2 separate regions of the Mus musculus genome follow, and region 1 is linked to region 2. A link is a contact called in public promoter capture Hi-C data. All regions are on one chromosome and are shown on one strand. The core of a region is the stretch at or near the end of the contact, and the rest is flanking DNA. Distances in the headings are between cores, read along the strand shown.

Region 1 (3,933 bases), core at 1,325-3,824, 2.7 Mb after region 2:
TTATATAGGCTAGGGCCTCCCCAACGTCCAGGGTATCATTTCTACATCTACCCAAGGACTACTCTAGGTGTTGCTGAGTGTGCTGGCTCTCTACTATATTTCCATCCCTTTCCATTCATGTGTGATATAGGACTGAGCCTAAAAATTAGAAAGAAATAGACATAAAACATCTTTGAAGATGTCAGTAACCTGACAAAATATTTTGGTCTGACTCTGAAACCAGATTCTACAAGTAGCTCACTGGAAAAATTAAACCTCTACGATAGTGAGTGGCTATTGATACCTTCTCATCTTTTTCTCAAATAGCAAGTGCCTTATCAATGTATTCTTATTCCCATCTATTTCACACCACTTTTAAATTACCTCCTCCATTTCATGGAGACAAAGACAATGATCACAATGAGATCAGCTTCCCCACGATGGTTTTTAATGAACAACATGTTCAGGAAAGCTTTCGAATTTGACAGAAAACTAAGCCTTCATAATTTATTCTGATTCTTCAATACAAAGAGAATTTCAGTAGGTTAACAGGATTAACGGAGGCATCTCTGTGTGAGTGTGTTCCTCCGGCTTAATGTACCTTTCCTCACTGTGTTATATTTTAATGATTAATTTCACGCTCTTTCATGGTATTTTTAGCTCATGAATCATGGGTATTACTTTGAGGGGAAAGTAAAGTATTGTGGGTGAAAAAGAAAAAAAAAGATGCGACTGATGAGAGTGTGGAGCACACAAGTACAAATGCTGAAGACAGTGAATGCCTCCACTCCAAGTTGTAAGGTGTGCATCAAGTGGGAGTCACACACAGCAATGTTACGCTCATCTGAATGAACCAGGAAGGCCCAGAGGGAATAAATGTTCTTGATGAAAACTTATACAATTAAACTGGACACTTCGTACCTCACCGGCATCATTTTCCTCATAAGAATACAGATAAGAACTGCTTTTTCAAGACAAGCACATGAGAAACAACATAAAACATGAAGTCAGCTAAGCTTGAAACACTCTTCTGAAATTAAACAAAAGCCATCCGATCTGTGACACCCTGATTCCTGACAACTGTAAAGCCTGGATGCTGCCAAAGGATTGCTAACTGATTTACTTTAACAAAACCAAAAATGTCCCAGGGGTGTTAAATCAAAGATAGTACCCAGAGACCATGACTTCGATCAGACATGGTAGGTATCCTGTGCCCTGCATGCACACACATATAGTTCATTATATCAGTCATATTGTTCAATAGCCAAGAAAGAAATTGTGAAGAAAAGTCTAAGTAAACTACACAGAGAAAGAAGTCAACACGTTATCCTTTGCTCTTACTGCTACAGTGGATTTATCAAAGGAAAATATGAAGGCTCTTAGAACACTATCAGCTTTCTTTTAAGAGCATATAAAGGTTCATTATCACTGACGGCAGGGTGCGGGGAGAGCAGGGTGCAGAAGAAAACCAGTTAGCTATCCTGCTGCAAACAGGTGTCTTTAAACTTGTATTTAAAGAGCAGAACAAACGGGGGAGGGGGAGGGGGAGGGGGAGGGGGAGGGGGAGGGGGAGGGGGAGGGGGAGGGGAAAGGGTGTGTTATTTCTAAGCAAACACACAGAAGGTGGGAAAAGGGGGCCGGGCAGGAGGGAAGGAAACAGTAAGGGAAGAGAACACGAATATTCTACAAAAGTTTTGTTTTGCTTTTATCTCGAAGAAAATTCCCTAAACAAAACGGAACTGAAACCTGAGAGACACAGGCTTTGATTCAGCGTGATTAAAATCACGGCCATAACTCAAATCTTTCTCCCAACACACACATTAAAGTATATAGAACTCAGAGGAAAAATTTTTTGCTATTTCAGGTAGGGGATCGTTCTCAGAAAAATGAGATTTTTGGAAGAAACAGAGAACAAGAGAGAATCAAACACTGTTGAGAGGAGAGAACAGAGCAGTTTGTGTATCTCTTTCCGGGGAGGTCGCACTTTCCAATGTCTTCTGTACTTCGTTCCATTTTTTCCAAATGTGAAATTAAGTGGTAAACAATACCAGGGCCAGCGCCGCTCGAAACAGCGGCCTGGATCTTGGATTTCTATGCTCCACTTTTGCATACTGCGGGGCTTTGTTATTATAGGTGGGTCACTGGGTGGTTGTCCCACAAAACCACGGAGGGGACAGAGGAGGAGTTAGAGGGTTCCCTGGGCGGGAAGTGGAGCTACTGTCCCCTGGAGTCCAAGCCTCTGCACTCTGAGCCTCTGGGTCACTATGACTTAGGGCAGAGAGAGACGGCCACTTTTAAGTCTCCTACGAAGTAACCAGGTCCTGGTGCCGGAGTACAGTGTCCAGCCTGGTCCGCAAGTCTCTCCCGGGGAAACTTCGCGGATCTCCAGCTCTGTCCCGGGTGCGCCCCCGGGCCTCCCGCCCCTCTGTGACCCTCCCACCCCAGGGCCGCGGTCGGTACCTCGATGTCCGGCGCGTCCCTGCTCAGCACACCCGCCATGGCAGCGCTTTCTGGCCTCAGACTCCCGCACACAGACCCTCCCTCTGCTGCAGCAGCCTCCAGCCCCGCACCAAAGCCTCAGCTTGCCCCAGCACTGGTGCACTGACTGCCCGAGCCAAGGCAATATGGAAGGGGCGGGGCTATGCTAAAGACACGCCTCTGGGGCGGGGCAACGCTCAAGGCACGCCTCACAGCCACACCGTTCCACTGGTCCCAAGCTGCCGGGCTCTGTTCCAGAGAATTTCTGGTTGTGCTGGCCTTTGCTCCCCAAGGTTGAGTTTGGTAGGCGGGTTTAGGTGTCAGAGATCCCCAGAATTAAAAGCAAACAATTGCGTCTTTGATGTTCTTCTGAGTTCTGAGCCCTGCAACGTGCAGAAACAAAGATTAAAGAATAAGATGTCCCAGAACTCTCCAGGGACCAGGGAGTACCTGTGTTCCTCTGGCCACCAGCAAATAGGCTGGAAGGATTTTTGAAGCTGTTCTGGGGGAGTAGTAGTATTGGGGAGCCTAGGGCACAAGAAGACAGACAGACATCAGTATCCACAGTCTAGAACAGCCTATAGTGAGATGGTTCTCAACCTTCCTCATGCTGCGACCCTTTAATCTGTTCCTTATGTGTGGTAATCCCCATCCATAAAATTATTTCATTGATATTCCAAAATCATAATTTTGCCATTATAAGTAGTAATGTAGATACTTGTGTTTTCCAATGATCTTAGGTGACCCCTGTGAAAGGGTCTTTCCACTCCCAAAAGAGTCCCAGAGGGGTCTCCATGCACATGTTGAGAGCTACTACTTTAGTGAAAGGGTATCTGTAGAGGATCAAGGCTTTCTTTCTGCATGGCAGTCCATGCCTATTTTTTTAAAAATATATAGTAATATTCTAAAATGTGACGTTCATAAATATGAACAGGGGTTGTTTATTTTGTGCATTTGGTCACATAGTTGGTAGGGAGAAACAATGATGTCATCAGACTAGTCCTCTCCTCAACTTTGTGGCAGCCTAGGCGCCAGACCATTTTCTAAGTCGGACATCTTCTCTCATGGTGCTATCTGTTTCTTTTAAGGCACACAGGGCACTTCGTCCTATTGGCTAGATCATGATAATTTTGGAATCATATGATTCCCTCCTCGCTGGTATTTTTCGTTACTTTATCCATTTTCTTTTAATTCGACATGTACTTAACGCTTCGTTTTGTTTTCAGTGTAACACTGCCATGTTGGGTTTTCTAGATGTGGTCTTCAAGAAGGCTCATCACTGCTCTGACAACAAGACTGGCAGGACACAAACTGTGGTGCCTGCACTTGGCAGAAAAAGAGGAACACATGGGGGGCAGTCTTGGATGCCTGGAGAGGGCTTATAGTACAAACCACCTGGTTACCTTTAAGGTCTTGAAACTTCCAGTGGTTGGACACATATTGTCCCTTCAATCAACTATTAGCACACACAAAAAT
Region 2 (3,688 bases), core at 148-2,647:
AAGGAACAGAAAATTCCTTATTGTCTAGTGACACAGCAACCATAACACAGTAGCCCAAGGTAATCTATGAACAAATTCACTGTGCTGCCTGCAATATAAAAAAGTACAATATAGGGGCTGGTGAGATGGCTCAGCGGTTAAGAGCACTGACTGCTCTTCCAAAGGTCCTGAGTTCAAATCCCAGCAACCACATGGTGGCTCACAACCATCCGTAACGAGATCTGACGTCCTCTTCTGGTGTGTCTGAAGACAACTACAGTGTACTTACATATAATAAACAAGTCTTTAAAAAAAGTACAATATATACTACTATATACAGTTCATAACATTTGATAACAATAATACACAACTACATTACTAGTTTGTGTATTTTTATTAGTGTGTATTTTTTTTAAAGCTACTGTAAAACTGTATGGTCTCCTGCAGAGGCTGCCTTAAACACCTCGAATTTACTGTGTGTCTTGACTGCATCATTTTCTGTTAGGCAATGGTTTTGTTTTACTGTCCCTGGAGCAATAGGTTATAACATATGTATTCCAGACAGCATTGATATAGGTTTGGGTATCACCTTGGTTGTTTAAAGTTGAGTCGTGTTTAACTATACACTCGTCAAAACTGTTCATCTAAAATTTTAAGTTTTAAAATGTTCAGAGCTGACTGGACAGTTTATTACTCATATCCTGTCACTCTGGAGGTATCGTCGTATGGAGTGTCCACGTTTTTATCCTCAGGGACTTTGCGCATTCATAAGTGCGACAACTCTACTTCGTTTACCATGTAATGTTCACATTTCTTAAACTAAGTACAAAGACCTAGAATTAATAACGCACAGCAGCAAAGAGGGCAACAATATGTCAGCATCAAAAGGCTTCGGCGTACTCCGTCGCTAATTATTTGTTAGAAAGCAGTACACTACAGAGAGGCTTAATTACAGACAAGTGTAAATGACCTGTCTTAATGACAGGCGGCTGGGTGGCGTCAGCTAACCAGCATTTTTTCCTGCCTGGGGTGGCCGGTTCCGGGAACGCAAAGAAACTACAAATCTCAGCATGCAGCGCTCCTAAAGGCGCTAAGAAGGGCGAAGAGAGTCGCGATGCATTCTGGGGTTTGTAGTGCCTAACTCAAGACCGTCGGCCTCCGCCCGGATACTTACCGGATCCAGCCACGATCAAGAGTCTGAGAGACTCTCGGGGAGTGACGTGATGGGGCCCAAGCACGGTCCATAGTCGCTGGAATAGCAAGATCACTAGCCCTGCGGCTGTAGCAGCTAGAATCAGAATGCTCAGCATTCAAAGGATGGCGCATGCGTGTAGACCTGGCGCCAGCGGTTAAAGTTTGCAAGCACCGCGCTTAAGAGCAAACAGGGAGCAAAGCGCCTCTCTGTGGGCGGGGATGGTCTGCACTGGGCGGAGCTTGCCAAGTTGGGCGGTCAAAGTTCAGAAGTGTGGCTCTGATTGGAAAACGCAGAACGACGCGTCTCTTGCGTCTCAGTGAGCCGGGTTTGTCCGTGATGGGTGGGGCTAAGGGCAGTTTGCCCAGGAAGCGCTACAAGGAACAGTAATGGTTTTGTTACCCGAGTTTGTGCTGCAGTTGTGTAGTTGGAAAGTTAAGTGCTGGAGAAGTTTGATTTCTGCCAGTGGCGAGGTCAAACTACATGTATGGTAGAAGGACCACGAAGCCCCGGGTTAGTAGCTGCTCCTGTCCTGCCAGGTTTTGCCTGAGGCTCCTGGCATACATCACTACTTCCTTTCTTCCTTACGGGTTCCAAGACAAACCGAACTAGAAAATTTTTGCCAGTCAGAGGCATACTCTTAGGGGGAAAACATTCAAATCCGCCCTTTCCTGACATTTATGTTTTCTAGACAGTTTCACAGATCTCAAACTATAACCAGAATCCGGATCACTTCAAGCTATGTCATATTCCTGGGAGGATTGGAAACCCCTTGGCTTCAGGTAGCAAGGGAGGAAGACATAGCCCTGCAGTTAAGTTTATCACAAAGCATTTCTGGCTTATTCCTCCCGCGGTCCTCTGAAATGATAGACTTCCACTGCCCACTCTAATCCCAGTTGTGCGTGCGTTTGTGAACTTAGCCTAAATTACAGCAAAATAAAACCTCTTGACAACAAACATTCCTTCAGACCCTTATGGGGTTACAGATTGAATAGGTCAGGCATGCAGACAGGTCGAGAAAGGTGCTACAAATTGGCCTAAATGCAATAATGTCATGTCTAGAATTAGAAACCAGAAATCCTAACTCCTGCTGCCTAAGAATGCTACACCATATGGTCCGTTGTTAAATTCAGTTTGGATTGACGATCACATTTACCTGGAGCCTAGAATGCTTTTGGGAGCGATACTGAGTCAGAAGTTCCAGGAAGGCGCCCTGAGATCTCCTTATAAAGCTAGGTGTGTTGGTTCCCGAGTCAGCAAACTGCTTGGGAGATTTCCTGACTGTATCTCTATCTTGTTGATATTATAGCACGGTGCCTGTGGGCTCTTTCATCACTCCTTCTTAACCTCATTCTTTACAGTCAGGTTCTATGTAAATGTTACTCTTTGAATTACAATAGGGAAATAGATTACACAAAAGTTAATTTGCCTGAGGTTATTTATGTGATGAAAATCAATAAGAATGCCAGACTTTTAGACAGATATCATTTGTGGCTCAAGGGCTGGGGGGGTGGGGGTGGGGGCGGGGAGACAGCACAAAGGTTAAGAGCACTGGTTGCTTTTCCAGAGGTCCCAGGTTCCAGGCCGAGAACCCACATGGTGGCTCACAACTTTCTGCCACTCTGGTTCTAGGGGATCAGATGCCTTCCTCCCAACCTCTGCAGGCACACACATGGTGCCCAGAGATAATCCAGGCAAAACACATACACACATAGAAACAACAACAACAAATCATTGAAAACGAAAATAAGGCAGAGAAGCAATTGAGAAAGACAATGTTGACCTCTGACCTCCTCACACACACACATGTACACACACACACACACATTAACATACACAGGAAGAAGGAGTGGCTCAAGAATGTTACAAAGTGTCATGCCGTTTTCTTTCAGAACCTTCTCTGCTGTTCTCCAAAGTGGCTTCAACCTACGAGTCGCTTCATATTTAAAAGAAGTTATTAGTGGGCAGACATGGTGATGTCTACCTTAGAAGTTGTTGTGTTGGTCATTGGGTCTGTATTAAGGAAAACACATCTTTTCAGAATCCCCTATGGGAGACTTTCTTTCTCTATTTTAAGCCATATTTATGTCACCCATACATAAAATGAAGCAGACCCCAAAACTGGTAGAGATAGGAATGGAGGGTGATGTAAAATTCAAAGATGATATATGGTAATTATATGGAGGGTGGATATGGAGAGGAAGCAAGGAGAGGAGGTTGCTTTTATAGGCAGTTGTGGTGTTTGGATTGCTGGGAAGATGTGTGTGTGTAAACTGACAGGCACTGCAGATGCCAGGCATGCATAATTTCATGGCTCCAGGCCCCACTTACTTAGCATAGAAAGGATACTATTACACTTCGTATTACCTTACCCTCATGTCCTCTCATTATAATCCTAAAACTATAGAAAAAAAATCTAGGTTGACCACAACTGGGACAAGTGGACTGTGATAGTGAAAGGAAATAAAACTTGAGACATGTGATTCATGTAATTTATGTCAAATAGCCCAAAGAGTT

What was found. Promoter capture Hi-C pulls out the DNA fragments that hold promoters and counts their contacts.
Region 1: a contact with region 2 is called in a promoter capture Hi-C map of hippocampal neurons, with 13 times the contacts expected there. The contact joins the promoter of Dpyd here to the promoter of Alg14 in region 2. A contact is called at or near these places in 2 of 39 promoter capture datasets (cranial neural crest and hippocampal neurons) and 1 of 115 datasets of contacts at active chromatin or transcription factors (astrocytes).

Annotation. Positions count from the first base shown.
Region 1 is chr3:118,560,821-118,564,753 of GRCm38.p6, reverse strand. Dpyd (dihydropyrimidine dehydrogenase) reads right to left here and starts at 2,574. Exons shown (of 23, transcript NM_170778.3): 1 at 2,440-2,574. The coding sequence starts at 2,478.
Region 2 is chr3:121,289,449-121,293,136 of GRCm38.p6, reverse strand. It overlaps Alg14 (asparagine-linked glycosylation 14), which reads right to left and starts at 1,397. Exons shown (of 4, transcript NM_024178.3): 1 at 1,154-1,397. The coding sequence starts at 1,289.